Regions from separate parts of the Mus musculus genome. Here region 2 is linked to region 1. The links are chromatin contacts, called in public HiChIP or PLAC-seq maps. All regions are on one chromosome and are shown on one strand. The core of a region is the stretch at or near the end of the contact, and the rest is flanking DNA. Distances in the headings are between cores, read along the strand shown. Region 1 holds the start of Atp6v1e2 (ATPase, H+ transporting, lysosomal V1 subunit E2). Region 2 overlaps Rhoq (ras homolog family member Q).

The links. HiChIP or PLAC-seq counts read pairs in DNA pulled down with a chosen protein or histone mark.
Region 2: an H3K4me3 HiChIP or PLAC-seq map of intestinal villus epithelium shows a contact between it and region 1, with 8 read pairs. The contact joins the enhancer-like site here to the promoter of Atp6v1e2 in region 1. A contact is called at or near these places in 4 of 39 promoter capture datasets (the C10 cell line, hematopoietic stem and progenitor cells, macrophages and 1 more), 4 of 484 Hi-C or Micro-C datasets (the BV-2 cell line, bone marrow-derived macrophages, natural killer cells and 1 more), 4 of 115 datasets of contacts at active chromatin or transcription factors (embryonic stem cells, heart atrium, intestinal villus epithelium and 1 more) and 3 of 9 other capture datasets (adipose tissue, embryonic stem cells and liver).

Annotation. Positions count from the first base shown.
Region 1 is chr17:86,945,176-86,953,142 of GRCm38.p6, forward strand. It overlaps Atp6v1e2 (ATPase, H+ transporting, lysosomal V1 subunit E2), which reads right to left and starts at 2,712. Exons shown (of 2, transcript NM_029121.3): 1 at 2,669-2,712. LOC115488765 (hapless 2-like) reads left to right here and starts at 5,236. Exons shown (of 3, transcript XM_030250169.1): 1 at 5,236-5,261. The coding sequence starts at 5,236.
Region 2 is chr17:86,992,963-87,000,929 of GRCm38.p6, forward strand. It overlaps Rhoq (ras homolog family member Q), which reads left to right. Exons shown (of 5, transcript NM_145491.2): 3 at 1,597-1,761; 4 at 2,042-2,137; 5 at 3,943-7,107. The coding sequence ends at 4,098. It overlaps Pigf (phosphatidylinositol glycan anchor biosynthesis, class F), which reads right to left. Exons shown (of 6, transcript NM_008838.1): 6 at 4,297-4,605. The coding sequence ends at 4,492. Among named protein-coding and RNA genes, the nearest start is that of Pigf, 28 kb to the right of the region's middle. Within about 2 kb of position 4,574, at least 5 of the 459 cell types and tissues checked have an H3K27ac peak or open chromatin away from gene starts, as enhancers often do. A contact at or near this core is called in intestinal villus epithelium, where this site is marked.

The DNA.
Region 1 (7,967 bases), core at 1,462-3,961:
AGATGGGTCGTGATTTGTAGGAAGTCAATCCCGAGAAACGCAAGCTTCACCCTCTGCCATTCTGTTTCTGTTCACTCACTGTCACCCAATAGCCGCAGGTCAGGGCCGTTCTAGTCCAGAGTTCTCTCTAGGCAGCAATGACCTAAGACTCAGGTAGGAAGGCAATGGAGTGGAAATACCAAATCAATACCTAAGCATAAAGAATGGCTCAGCATGGGGCTGGAGAGAAGGCTCGGCCATTAAGACCTGAGTTCGATTCCTGGTATTCACATGGAAGCTCACAACGACCTGTAACTCTGGTCCTAGGGGATCTGACACCTCCTTACAGCCTCTGCAGGCACTGCCACACAGACGTATATACAAACAAGTCCCCCATACATACAAAATAAAAATACCCAACGATTAAAAAAAAAAATCAATGAACACATTATAGGATGAGAAGGACGGAGGGGAATCATGAGAACCTGGTAATGCAGGACTCAATCCAGGAAGACTGCTTGGAGGCAGGAGGCTTCACAAAACCTGTTATGACATGAGAGTATGGCTAAGTGAGAAAAAAAGCACTCTGGGGAGAGGCGTGGGGTTGAAGAGGCTGAAGGCAGTCTTTTCACCAGGAATGGTGTCCAAGTTTCTGTATATATTTCAATCAGCCGGTAGACCTTTAAGAAGTCTGTGTTTGAAGGTCTCACTCAGTACCTGCTGCTCCTCATACACTGTTGTCATCAAAGTCTCTGCCAGTGTCACCTGGGATTCTGCATGTTAAAAAGACTGCAAGGCTAGGGTAAGAGTGCTTGCAAACAATCCCGAGAACCTGCGTTTGATCCCTAGGACCCTAATAAAGGTGGAAGGACAGAACCGAGTTGACCTCTGACCTCTGTGAATGTGTGACAATGATAATCAGTGCACATCCTCATTCACAGACTTTTGTCATATACACGTCCTCCTCCAATGGTAATGGAGCAGGAGGAAAGAGAGAACGAGGAGGAGGAGGAAAAGGAGGCGGGGCAGGAGGAGGAGGAGGAAAAGGAGGCGGGGCAGGAGGAGGAGGAGGAAAAGGAGGAGGGGCAGAAGGAAGAGCAGGAGGAGGGGCAGGAGGAGGGGCAGGAGGAGGAGGAGCAGGAGGAGGGACAGGAGGAGGGGCAGGAGGAAAGAGAGAAAGAGGAGGAGGAGGAAAAGGAGGAAGGAAAGGAAGAGGAGGAGGAAAATCCTGGTAGAGCATTTACTTAATAAGCCCTTGACCCTGGCTTTTATCCTTGCACACCAAAATCAAACAAAACACACCAAAAAAAAAAAAAAAAAAAAAAACCCACAAAAACAAATAACCAAAAATGAAAACAGAAGACGTTAAAAGATCTTCCCTACTCGGGCCATAAAATGCTGTCCCAATGGCATGATACGGCCAAGGCACTAGTGAGCTTACAACCGCTGTAGTTGCCTGTATGGGGCCCACCTAAGACTGAACTCACGAGCATTCGGTCTTAGACAGAGGAGGGGTCAGTGGGGTCCCACACACCCAGGGAAGCTAGCGGAAGCCTGACCTGCTGCAGGACAGAAAGTCATTTCTTTAGTGATGCCGCCACCCACGAGTGACATCACTCCATCCACACCCACGTGAGTGATCTGGTTAAACTCAGTGGGTCACAAAACAAAAAACAAAGTAAAATCAACAAAACTAAAAGTCAAGAAAATATGGTGACGCTTTGGTGAGAGGACAGGAGGCACAGTGGGAGGTGTGGGCACAGAGCGTAAGGAGGGTGAAGGGATACCTGTGAGCAGAATGTATTATATACATATATGAAATTATCAAAGAAATTGATTTAAAAACTCAAATCTCATCAGGCTCAGGAAAATATATGAACAAAATAAGAATATCCAAAATATAAAAAGGACTAAATAATTTTTTAGAGCTAAAGAACAATTGAATTAGAAAGATATTCAAAGCATAAGCAGGACTACTAAGATGGCTCCGTGGGTAACAGCACTTGCCACCAAGCCTGAGGATCTGAGTTCAATCCACGGCACGCACATGGTGGAAGACCCCAGCTCTGGTCAGTTTTCCTTTAGCTTCACACCTGTGCCCTGATACACATTCACGTAATTTTAAATTCTCAAAACAGCCAGGTGTGGCAGCTCAAGCCTCTGATCCCAGCTCCTGGTGGGCAGAGGCAGGCAGATCTCTGTGAATCTAATGCCAGCCTTTCCACAGAGTAAGTCCCAGGCTGACTAGACCCACGTAGCAAGTTCCTAAATCAGATAATCTTTCTGAAAAGCATATTATTTATCTTATGTTATTTGGAGGTATACTTTTGAAAACTAAGGTTTTTTATGACTAGAGCAAAAACACTCCCTGCTCCTACACAAGACATATCGATGAAATAAGTTTTAAAAGGCTCCCCGAAAGCCGGACGTGGTGGCGCACCCAGCACTCAGGAGGCAGAGGCAGGCAGATTTCTGAGTTCGAAGCCAGCCTGGTCTACAAAGTGAGTTCCAGGGCAGCCAGGGCTATACAGAGAAACCCTGTCTTTAAAAAAAAAAAAAAAAAAAAGGCTCCCTGAGTAACTCCAAAGGTCACCAACTTTGGGAGCCACCCTAGATGAAGGGTAAGGGGTGTGAAATGTCGGACACCCGGACATGTGTGGAGGAATAGACACTCTAGCTGAGCCCTTACCACTTCCATGCCAGGAGCTGCCTTTGGTCTGGCGCCGGGAGTCTGACACAGAATGTGGAATTTGGAACGCTCACTGGAACCTGGCACTGCGGACCCTTCTGAACAGATGATTACGGCCGTCTGACCAGGCAGCTCGAATTCACAGAGCCAGTCTACCCCTTCGGAGGGCTGGCCAGCTCTGCCACAAAGAGTCCGAGAGAGGGTTCCTTGGCACCTGGACTGTGGCTGGGCTTGTCTTTCACGCTCAGAATCTCAATTAAGTAGGCACAGAGTTGGCCCCACTCTGGGGTGGGCTTCCCTTAACTGACATGTGTACAGACCCAGTCAGCCAGTTTATTAATTTACTAATGAAAAATACAGCTGCCGTGCTGGTGGGTCATGGCCTCTCTTATTTGGCCTGTGGAGCCAAATCGGAAGGCTGTTTAATGAGAAAGCCGTCTAACGACAATTCACCAGATGGTCTTTAAGAGAGCACTCCTATCACAGGCTGCTGGGCTTCTTTTCATGGTGGAGGCACTTCTCCATGCCCAGACAGGGCCAGCTTCCACCGTGCAGGCTCCACAGTGAGGCTGCCTGAAGCTCCCACCCCGCTCTTCACTGACCACGCATGTGATTTTGCTGAAGCAGCCGGATCCCCTCCCCCAGCCCCCCCAGCTTCCTCAGGAGTATAATGGAACGTGACAGCATCTACATAGCGTGGCCTTAAATGAAAGGGAGGGTTTATCATAGTGGTACGCAGAGTCGGTCTTCGTGGACGCTAATTGCCTCGGACAACCCTATTTGCCGCTTCACATTGCAGCCCCTGTTTGAACATAAAGGATCTAGAGCAGACCTGACTCTCACTAGCTTGGCCTCCTTGTTAAACTTAGTAACCCTGTCTGGAGTTCACGGACTCTTCTAACATGTCTCGGTGTCCTTGTCCCCAGTCCAGACACAGCCAGACTCTCAGAAATAGTGGGTAAAGTTCTGAATTCCGAGGCCCTGGTCTGGGGGTGAGGGTGGATCATCTCATAGCTAGTTGCAATTCCCCCTTCCTGATGCTGCAGTCCACAAGCCTTGTGGCTCCCTCCCTGGGCACCAGCATTCGTTGGTACTGGACTTGGAAGCAGCTGTGGGGTGGACTGGGCTGAAATTCAGGCCTGGATGGGCCGGGCTGAAATTCGGGGCTGGAGCAAATGTGTCTACAGGAACTCGGTATCCAGGTCACGTGTCTGGCAGATGTAACTTTCTGCCTGTCTGGGACAGAGATTATGAGCTCACACTGGCCTGTGATTTAAGCAAAACAGCAAACCAAACTGAGAAACCTCATGATTGCTTTTGCACAAGGCCTTGGAAGTGGCATTTGCCCAGCAGATCAGATCTCTAAGGCACACATAACTCCCAGCATCTACCCCACACACAATAGCAGGGTCTCTTTGCTGCTTCAGACCCCAAATGCACAAGTCCAGTTCCACTTAGCAATGTTTGTTCACACTGCTCCCTCAAGTAAAATGTTCACTTGTCTAAATCTCACCTTCACTTTCGGATCTAGTTTGAGTCACACTGCTTCTTGGGCCTCTGGGCTCCTCTTTAAAATGACACCCACAAATATAAAATCACGAATTCTGAAATGTGCCCTCCACAGTCAGTGACAGTAAGGACGACCGCAGTGCGGCCAACATTCCTTGTTTAAAAACTAACTTACTTTGTGTGGAAGTGTTTGTGTCTCAGTGGGGACAGTGACAACTCAGAGCTGAGCCCAGGTCCGGGGACCCCATCGAGGCAGGTGCAGATGGATGCTGCTTCACTGATCGGACTTGGAGTCAGGAAAAATGCTCTCTCCAATCTCTCTCTCTCTCTCTCTCTCTCTCTCTCTCTCTCTCTCTCTCATCTTCCTACATTGCAAATTACAACATACATTCAGAAAAAGTACACAGAATGCAAATGTGCAGTTTAATGAGTTATTACCAGGCAAATACTTGGAAACTATCGCTCAAGTCAAGAAATGAAGGATAAAGGGTCTCCAAGACCCCTCAGTAGGTAAAGGTGGCTGCCACCAAACCTGATGACCTGAGTTCAGTCCCTAAGGGCCACACGATGGAAGCAGAGAGCAGACCCCCACAAGTTGTCCCCTGCCTTCAGATAATGTGCATGGCATGTTCATACCAACACGCAAAAGAAAGAAATGAATCTTTTAACAAGGAATGCTGACAGCCCCACAGAAGGCCCTATCGTGACCACGGAGGGGACGTTTCAGAACTCATGATTTTGTATTTGTGGCTATGGGAAAGGTCCTAGGAGGAAGTCTAAGCTTGGAAGTCTCTTTTTCTTTAGGCCCTCACCCACGGGAAGCCGTGTCCATCCTAGGAGAGTGAGGAAATCTGCACCGAAGAGGAAGCCAGGAACCTCACCCAGGTCCTGAAGCAACCGTCCTTCATCCCGGCTGTGCCTGTAAGCATGCCTGAGGTCAGATGCCCATGGCATGGTCTTTCTACCCCTTCAAAAGGGAAGCAGGACCAGCCTCCAGTGTCCAGACACTTAGGGATTGCCAAGTAACAAAAGGAAGGGGGTTTCCCAGGGCTTGAAGCATGGGGCAACATGTAGGGCCCAAGAAGTAGGTGAAGAAATTTAGGAAATTCTTTGGGGGTGGTTTCAGAATTAAATACATGGTGGGGGGCATCCCCTTCTCTGTCTTTCAGCAAATACTGGCTGAGCAGTGTGTGAGCCACTGTGCGAGCCACTGTGCAGGGATAGGTAACAGAACAGGCAATAGAGCAGATGCCAGCTCTGGTTCCCAAAGCCTTGGTGTGATGGGAGACTCAATTTGTAAGCTGGAAATCCCAGACCAGAGGGCTGTGCCCCCGCAATGTCATAGAGCTGCATGGATGAAGGGCCCTAGGCTCAGTCCCCACCCAAGCCCATCCCAGGTTCTGTTAGTGTGCGGCCCTGCAGACAGCTCAGCCTTCAAGCGCGTGGTTTCAAAAGTTTGGGTGTTGGCAGTAAAATACAACTGGGGGAGGCAAGAGGAGGAGTGTAAATGGAAGGATGCGCAGACCTTTAGAGACAGACACTCAGACCCCTATCCCCCAAAATGAGGTTTCAGGGGATCCAGCACAGTGCCTTAATTTGGAGTAAGTCATCTGGAAAAGATAGGACATGGGTAGAAGTCACAATTGAGAATGTATCCAAATTGATAGGAATGGTCAAGACTTCATAGAGACCCAATTCTCTCTCTCTCTCTCTCTCTCTCTCTCTCTCTCTCTCTCTCTCTCAACTTTCCATTGGTTCTTCGTGACTTTCACATCATGCACCCCAATTCTATTCATCTCTCTGTCCCCCCATATCTGCTCTCTGCACTTGCAACCTCCCCTCCCTCAAAAGAAAACACAAAGAAATATAAATAATAATAATAACAAAAACCATCTCGAATGGAAGTTGTGGTGCGCCCACAGTACACTCTTTTGCTTCACTGCAAACGTTCGTTGTAATGAGTCATTAGTCAAGTCATTGTGCTGTGCTTCCAAACTCACACTGGATCCTCCCCAGGACTCCTCTTGGATGATATTCTGTTGTTGCCCCGTGTCATGGAGATCCTGCAGCTTTGGATCTGTGGAACCAGCAGCGTCTGCATTCGCTCCAGCAGATCATAGATGGGGTAGATGTTGGGGTGGGCCATCTCAAAGCCCTGGATCTAGACCCGGGTGGTGGCTGAGTTGGTCAAATCTCCTGCACCCATGCCATCAGGGCCGGGCTCTTCTGCACTGCCCAGACGAGGGGCAGGGGCAGGGGCAGGTCTATGCAGTCTTGGGACATCAACATGGTCTAGGCAAGCAGTCCAGACCAGGGGTATCCACATGGCCTTTGGTGGGTGGGTCAGGAGCCACAAACATTAACACAGACTCTTGATGCTGCTGCAGGGCCACTGATCCAGACATAACAGCAGCATGGATTGGGACGTCACAGCTTCAGGTGACAGCATAGGCTACTCACATTAGGCTATTCCTCACTACCCTCTTGGAAGACCCAGTTTTTAGGAGTGACTTGAGCCGCCCAGAAAGGCCTCTGGCTACAATGTGTGGAAAGGTATCTGCCACTCAAGGTGAGAAAGGAGACAGGGAAAGGTGAAACACAGACAACACAGCTAGAGGTTTCAGTTGAGTGACAGACCCTGTGGCTTCCAAACAGGATTATAATTTGCCCAAACACTGGTCTAGGAAGATTCCCCCCAGGTAGTGGCAGAGGCAGAAGGTGATAAAGCAGTTAGGTGGTGTATACAGATGAGGCCAGGAATGAGAAACAAGCTATCAGGAATGAGAGGGGAAGAGAGCTACAAACTATCAGATTTGACACTTGGATGCAGGCCTCACAGGGGAGAGCAGCTAGGCTGCAGGTGTGGCTGGGGAACAGCAGGAACCACATGCCATGGTGTTCTCTCTCAGGAGCAAGCTGGGAGGAGGGAAAGTAGGAGAGCACACTCATTAGATCCGGAAGTAAAAGTCCACTCCTGGAGAGAAAGAGTCTGAAAAGTCTTGGAGACTTCAGCCCAGCGGCTAAGCAAGCTCTGATCCAGGCTGCAGGAAGTGAAATGCCTGTAGGGGCCATGCAGAAAAGGGAAGAGTGAGCCAGCCAAGGACAGGAAACATTTCTGCTAAAATAATTTACATTAAGAATCCACAACTTAGCTTCTTCTAAAAACCATCTGAGGATTGGTAATTGAGTTGCCTCTTTCTAGGTGACTGTAGATTGTGTCGTGACAGCGCAGGGTCAGATGTCCCATCTGTAAAAGAGAGATGCTGATGAGTAGTCTGCCACCCTCACAAGGAACTGAAAAAAAAAATTTAAAAAAAGCAAACTTTGAACAAGCTTTGGAGAGTGCTGTGTGAGTTTGATATTGCAAAGCATAGCTTCCCTGGCCTCGGCCCCAAGGTCCCTCCCTCTGACCCTCACAGAACCAGACTCCTCTAACCACCTGTGGGGAAGTGGACCTGGGTCATGAGGAAGTCTCTAGGGCACTCCTGAGAGTCTAGTCTGCAAGCTGAGAATGGCGTCGGGAAGGAACACAAGTATTTAGCCTCAGAGACACATGGCAGCCACACCTGTTATTAGCCCACAGCCTTAGGTGGCACTGCTCTGTCACCAAATTCACTCTCCTCATGTGTCTTTTCAGAGACACAGCTCAACCTTCTTCACAGGGAGAGTTCTGGTTTGCAAGGAAGAGAATATAAATGTCTTTTCCACATTGTCCCAAGCACGTCCAGGATCTCTTCAGGTAGTGTGAGCGGAGCTATTTCACTATTTCCCCTTTTCTTCCTTCCTTCCT
Region 2 (7,967 bases), core at 3,324-5,823, 50 kb after region 1:
GAGGGCTGGTGAGATGGCTCAGTGGGTAAGAGCACCCAACTGCTCTTCTGAAGGTCCAAAGTTCAAATCCCAGCAACCACATGGTGGCTCACAACCATCCGTAATGAGATCTGACTCCCTCTTCTGGAGGGTCTGAAAACAACTACAGTGTACTTACATATAATAAAAATAAATAAATGTTTGAAAAAAAAAAAACTAGCCAGGACACTAAGAAATATAATAAGACAACTCTTTGTGTTTTACTGGGTACTATAAACAATGTATCAGCAATTTAAGATGTATACAAGGGTGTCTAGGTTACATATAAGTAACAGCACCATATTAAAGAAGGGGCTTGGAGCGGCTGCTGATTTTGATATCACAGGGAGTTTGGAACTGATCCCTCGCAAGGAAAATGAGAGTTGCTGGAATTGAAAATTATGGTGAGAAAAGTGTCAGGTGACATGAAAGGAATGTACTTCAGTAGGAAAATAATGAGGCAGAAACTAAATGCATCTTTGAAATTACTCTCATAGCTCCATGTTTATATTGTTCTAGTAGTGAAGTGGGTCATTTAAGAAGGTGGTCTATACCAAAACCAGTTTCCATGAAACCAGACGCCTCCAGCCATGGCAGAAATGGACCCCTGACTCCATTCTCTTGCTAGAATGTATTGTGTCACGTAAAACAGTCCATGCACAATGAGTTAGTCGCTGCATTTTGTGGCAGCGACTGAAGCACCTATCAGGAAGAGAGTCATGAAGCAGCTGTTTAACCCATACAACAGTCTAGCATATTTTGGTGGGTGTGGAAAGTTTGCCAAGACAGACCACACAAGGTAGTCACAGAGCAGAAGGCATCGTTTGATCACATGTGTAGCTATAAGAATGTCTGCAGTTCTGGGAGTATACATGAAAAAAAAACCAACCAAACAAACCCAAAAACAAAAAACAAAGAACCAAACCAAAACCACCACCAACAAACCCTGGCACTGCCCCGCACTCCAGCCCCCAGTTTAAAGCCTAGCATCTTTACTATGGCTGTCCGTCCTTACAGGTTCTTTTCCTTCCATGTCTGTATGTGAGTCATCCAGTTTTAAGGATGAAGTCCATGAGACCATGTTGGTCAAGGCCTGTACTACTGTAATACTTGCGGTACATTTCAGTGTATGTTATTATAGTAGAATACTTAAGTGTAGAGCCCGCCTCGGTTCTCTGTGCAGACTTGTCAGTGAGAGCTACAGGAGTCACAGTGTATTGCCTCCTGCCCCCGTGTGTGTGTTTCTTTGTATGTTTTGCTATGGGATCTCACTGTGTAGCCCAGGCTGACTGAATTCCTCATCTCTCTTCGCCCCCAGAATGCTGGAGTTATAGCAGTGTGCACCACAGCCCTCTGTTTTCTTCATTTTTATTTGATTTGTTAATTGTATTATTTTTTTAAATTATTATTGAAAAAAAGGAAGAAAACCAAAGCCAAGTGGAATCACCTCACTTCACAGAGAGACAGATACATTCCTGGTTGTTCTTTTGACCCTGTAATCTAACATAGTTATCGCTATTAATCTGTGGACCGGTAAGTATAAATAATGACTTTCCCTCCCCCCCCCCCCCCCCACAGGAAGACTATGATCGTCTGAGGCCTTTATCTTACCCCATGACTGACGTCTTCCTCATATGCTTCTCCGTGGTAAATCCAGCCTCGTTTCAAAATGTAAAGGAAGAGTGGGTACCAGAGCTAAAGGAATATGCGCCAAACGTCCCCTTCTTGTTAATAGGAACTCAGGTGTGTCTGCTTTGATTTTACTCATTTAAGAAGGTCTATAGTTAGCTAGGAGGGATTGCTCTCAAGCAAGACCCTGTGACTAGCAAGTGATGTGTTAAGTAAGTTTCAAATGGGCAATTCCTCTCCTACTTCTACATTAAAATAATTCCCCCAAATTGTATTTGTATCTTTAAAATCTTATTTTGTGTATTTTTTTAATATGTGAAGACTAAATGGGACTATATGCATTGGTTTCTTTTAAAATACATATTATAGGACATTATTGATCTTTCTTAATTAGATTGATCTCCGAGATGACCCCAAAACTTTAGCAAGACTGAATGACATGAAAGAAAAACCTGTCTGTGTGGAACAAGGACAGAAACTAGCAAAAGAGGTAATGAATCCCTGCTGGGCTTAACGCAGATGTGAAGATGAGGGCTAGGCTAGAGCACTGCTGTGCCTCAGGTCCCAGCCCTATTGAGTGTTTCTCTCTCAGACCCCCATCAGCTCTGCACTGACACGAGGAAGGTCTGCTTCCCTGGCTGTAGACAAGAAAGAATGGGACCCTTTAAGTAACAGGAGCCAGAGACTTTTCAGTAAAAAATGGCAGAGCTGAGCTTCCAGCTTGAATGTTTGTCCACCTGTGCTAAGCTGACAACTATGACTTTAAAGGCACCTGTAGGAGGTAGCCGAGGCAGAGGCGGAGACTTCACATCCTTCTTAATTATTTAAACATTTGTACTGTGCCAAATTAGGCTCTGCTTTCAGCTTACACGCCTGCAGGTGCAGTTGAAGTGACATTAGGTAACAATGTAAATCTATGGTTACAGAGAAAATTATGGGTAGTTTTCTACAAAATATTTAGATACATATAATGCCTTTTAATTAAATTTACATTATTCCTTACCCCAAAGGTAGATTCTTTTCCACTTCATATGACTGACTATAAGATTACTGAATTCCTCTAATTCTTTTTTTATTTTTCCTGTTTTGGCTTTAGTAGGATTTTTGTGTAAGTGCAATCTAATAAGGTCTTTTAAACTGTGTTATGAGGAGATAGGAAGAAGCGAGAGAACTTTCTGGAGGACAGCATTTCCCCAAGGAAAGAGAAATGATTTCACCAACTCCAGGAATTCCTCGCGTTGATTTTATAATCTTGGAGAAAGGAGTAATTTCTAAATGCATAAAAGCAAAAGTTATAAATGCAGGTTATCTCAGTACATAAATACGTGCTATTACACTGGATATTAGTAATCAGATTGCTGTGTAGGGCATTAACCATAAAATGATTTAATCAGAAGATGGCATAGACCCTAGTGGAAAAGTGCTAAGAACATTCATCCGAAGTCACCAAGTCTGAGGAAACTCCAAGGAGAAAGAATAGAAACTGTGTGTTCTAGCTAGGCATAGGGGCATAGGCCTTTAATTTCAGCACTCAGGGGGCAGAGGAAGGTGGAGCTCTGTGAGTTCAAGGCTAGCTGGTCTATAGAGTAAGTTTGAGGACAGCCAGGGCTACATAGGGAAACTGTCTCAAAAAGCAAGCCAGCAAACAAAAGAAATTGTGTTTTCTTACTCGGCAGGTCTAACAACCCAGTAGAACACGTTAAGACCCTACCGTGCTCTTAGGAGACCGTAAAGGAGTGAGCACAGAGTTTAGAGTGCCAGAAGGGAATGTGTAGACTGAAGAAGCCAGGGAGATAAATTAAGGGATGGAGCAGCCCAGCAACCCTGACAGTCAACCAGTCAAGGAAACGACTAAGGTCTACACAGGGAAAGCAGTGTTCTTGCCTACCCTTGGCTTTTTAACTGCATCTTAGATATGGCAAGCATCTCCCGCATCAGTCTCGGGTTTGAACTCCTCAGGACCCCTCACTGTTCGGCCTTCACCCTCCTCCTGTTTCCCGCTGCTCTTTGTCCCAGCAATCACCAGTGTCTACTCTGTATACCTTTTCTGGCCACACAGTAGGACACCTTGACATGTCCCCAGGACCTTAACATATATCGATTATCTAATATTTGATGAATGAGTTTTCCATAAAGAAATCCAGAAGGCCATACACTAGTATTTTAACAACCGTCTCCCTCTGGGAATTGTGAAGATGCATAATAAGGTTCTTTCTATATAGCTATATTTTTAACGTGTTGTTACTGAGTTGTATAAAACCTTGATGTAACTGTGGCTTTTTCCCTCCTTCCCAGATAGGTGCATGCTGCTATGTGGAGTGTTCAGCTTTAACCCAGAAGGGTTTGAAGACTGTGTTTGATGAGGCTATCATAGCCATTTTAACTCCAAAGAAACACACAGTAAAAAAAAGAATAGGATCAAGATGTATAAACTGTTGTTTGATTACGTGAGAAACATCTTTAGTGGCCAAGGAAACTGTCCATTTCTCCCAGAAAGCATTTGAAATGCTACAGCGCTATCCTGACCTCTTACAGTGAAGCAGTTTAACTTGAGGAGGGAGGGAACCTGTCCTCAGCATTCTACAGAGTTCATTGAGAATGTTTCAGAAAGGTCTAAGCGGCAGCGAACAGCATCTGAAGCCACAATCTACTATAAATACTTTATTTCAACTAGAAGGTACAATCTCTCAGGGGTTTCATAGTTAAAAAGCTACAATCACATCATGTTGAAATGACATTTAGAAAACAACAGTGCTGTAAATGGACTGCCCGGCTTGGACCATGTAACTTCTGCACAGCCCTTATGGAATCTGCACAGAGAAATAACTTCTCTCCTTTCTCCTCTTAATTGTTCTTGTATGTAAGCTGCTTTCTATTCCAGTAGATCCAGAGTGGCGAGATAACCAGGCCAGCCACGTAGCCAAAGGTCGCTCCGAGTGTACAGGAGATGGGCCACACCTGAGGAAAGAATTGAGATCTAAACCAACCGATGCTTTATTATACTTGAGCACAAATGAAGTGTAACACAAACCTTTCTATAGTGAAGCTTAGTGTGCTTTCTTAAAGAATGCCAAGTTGAATAGATCATAACTGCTTTGATCATGAACACTAAAAATGTACACATTTTAGTTAATGTGCATTAAACAGTAACAAGGCTTCTGGCAACTGTAGATTTTAGTTTGATGTTATCCAAATTGCATGAAATACATGCTAAAGTAACGTTTAAAAATTGGGTCATAGTTTGCCATAATCCTGAACTCAGTTTAGCTCTCTGAATTAGTTGGCCATTTTCTAATTCCCACATTGGCTGTATACATCAAATGAAGTAAGTGTATAGGCTGACCGATTCTCAGAAACTCTCAGTCGTGTCAGAGGGAAGACCTGGAATCTAAGCGCGTCCTGTGGGATTTGTGGATATCTGCTTCCATAGTAAAACTGATGTCCGCTTGGAGCTGCAGCTAGCACATCCACAGCAGAAGGCACAACCCACAGCTTACGCACACACCTAGTGAGAGGCGAGCAGAGCACTGCTGCCTTCCCAAGACCCTTCCTCCAGCCACGCTACATTTCACTAAGCCAGAGATAATAATGGTGACTTTTCTTTGTAATGCCACAGACAGGGTATGTGTGGAACGTCTTGGAAACAAACTTTCATGCTCCTTTGTAAAGCTTATTTGGTGTACCGCAGCCATTTCTAACCCTTCTCCGGGGAATAGGCCATCAAAGTGTACTGCAGGCAAACCATCTTACTAACTGGCTGGAACCTCATTTGGCTTTCTTCTTCGGTCTGCTATGGATCTGCCTTATTCTAAATGCCATGCAACAGACAGTAGTGTAGACAAAGCTCCCATGGGAACCACCTCCTGCAGTGGAGGGAAGCAGATTCTAACCCAGGCATTCTTACCAGCCTTCTTTAGGTTCAAATTTGCAGTTGCTTAAACTACGACTTGTCTTTAGCAAGCTTCTGTTATCTTCCATGGTTTGTGCTTAAGCTTTGTGTATTGCACAGATTGGGTAATGGAACACTAAACATTTATACTTGAAAATGACAGCCTTAAATGTTCATACCAGTCACAAATCTAGATGTACTGTCTTGCATGTGAGCTTTGTAGGAGTTTTTAAAATATAAGCACCACACTCCCCACTTGGTAGTGGACAGTCTACTGGACAAGAGTGTTCTCCTGGAAGTGGGCACAGTATGTCTTCAGGCAGTGGTGGTTCACATTAAGTATATCATGGCCTTATGTATGCTCAAATGGGACTTCTGTAATTTTCCCATTTAGTTTTGGTCTGTTTTTAGATAGAATTGGAAGAAACTGTATAGTTAACATGAGCTAAGTTGTCAAACCTATGATCTGAAGGAACCAAGACAGTAAAGTATTATTCGTTTCCAAGTTGCCTGTGGAGATTTGATGGCTTGTTCTTTTCTTCAAATCCACATCTGTGAAACCCTTGACACTTGGTGTTGGCAATGAGTTTAAGTCAAGGACTTTCCTGCTCCAAGAGAAACGGATTCAGAATCTGAACGTGCACTGGTGTCACCTCAGTCTCCTCATGTTTGATCACGGGGACAACCTCTTGTCCCAGTCATTCATGAGCTCTGAGCACTCTCCTCCGACTGACAGCAGTCATGGCTGGCCTCCACCTTCTCCAGATGGTAAGACCTTGTACATAGACCACGTGAACTCTCGCAGACGGCTGCATCACCCGAACCTGAGGTGCCTTAGGTGCTCTATTTACCTGGATGGGGCTCGGAGTTTCCCATTGCTTGTTAAGAGCTCTTTGTGTTTGTTATTTAGTATTTCTTTTTGCAAAACCTTCTCTGCCACTTTAACCAGAAAACCAAAGATTTGTTTTCTATTCATGAGCAGATTATAGAGACACTGCCTTATTTTCAGACGCATATAGCTTCATTAATGGCTTAGGTTGCAGAAGAAATTCAGACTAGTCTCTGAAATAACTCTTTCAAACTAGTGAAATATCTGGGAAAGAAAATACTTTTCAAAAATATTTTATTAACATGAACTGTGTTAGTGAGCACACTGCTTCAAATAAGGTCATGTGTGAAAGAACATTCAGAAAGTTATAATTGGTTAGTGTTTGCATAGAAAATTTGTTCTAAAGCCCTTTAAAATTTTTAGGGAAATCTTGAAATCTTACAGCACTTACTTTGCTAATGTATGCCCTTATCTGTCCTTACAGGTACACGTAGCTTCCTCGTGGTGATTTATCATATTACATACGTAGAGCTTGAGTTCATGCTATTTGTTATAAATTATCTTAGTTACTTTAGACACTGCTTCCGTTTGATTTTTAATTATTGGTTTTAAATACCAAATTAAATGCTGGTTTGTTGGTTGTTGTTTTTAAATGATTGTTCCTTCAACAGCATCCCCTCCTGACGGATGGGGTCATAATAAAATGAGATGCGTAGTTTACTGTTTTATGTAAAGCACTGGACTTCTTACCTCAGGAGTTTTTATTTATTCCCCTTTCCTCTGCTGTGCGACTGCTCACCCCTGGCAATGTGTGAGCTCTTGCACCCCCTAAAAAGCTCTGTCAGTCAGGGTGTGGGAGAAATAACAATCCTTATGGGTCCCAGCCACATTCTGACTTGGGGTACCAAGTTCTGTTTGAATCACTCTGACTTCGGTATGGTTCACTATTCTCAAACACACACACATACATTTGCACACATTCTTTAGACACTTGCCATACTTCACTTCCAAAGAACATGAAATGAAGCAAATTCTTTTTCCAGTGTTTTCCTCCTATTAGGAGGTAAGGCTTGGACCACTCAGCCTTAATAATTCACTGTTATATAAAACTCAGAAATCCCTGTTATCAGCAAAATAAAATGTTTTAACTTTTCAAATGATTCCCTAGTGATGCCCCAGGCTTTGTGTGTAAAGCCTGCTAGGTGCTGCTGTGTCTCCTGCCATGCAATGCACAAGTCCTTTACTGTTGCCAATTCTCTTTTCTGACTGTTGTAAGATGTTTAAACCACACCACAGCACAGAAGTCTGCCTGACTTAGCCAGTCAGCCTCGTTTAATTATATTTTAATGAGACCTTAAGTTTTCCACTCAAAAATTTCCTTGTTTCACAGATAGTATTTTTATTTTCTTTATGCCACATTAAAAATCTGTAGTATCTATTAGCTAGTTCAGTTGCAGATATAAATATTTCTCCAAATTATGATAAGCTGAAATAGCTACATATAATTATTGTTTTATGTAAGGAAAACAGGAAATTGAAAACAAAAACATTCATATTAAGAAAGCCATTCACAAGGATTTGCCACCAAAGTGACATCATTTT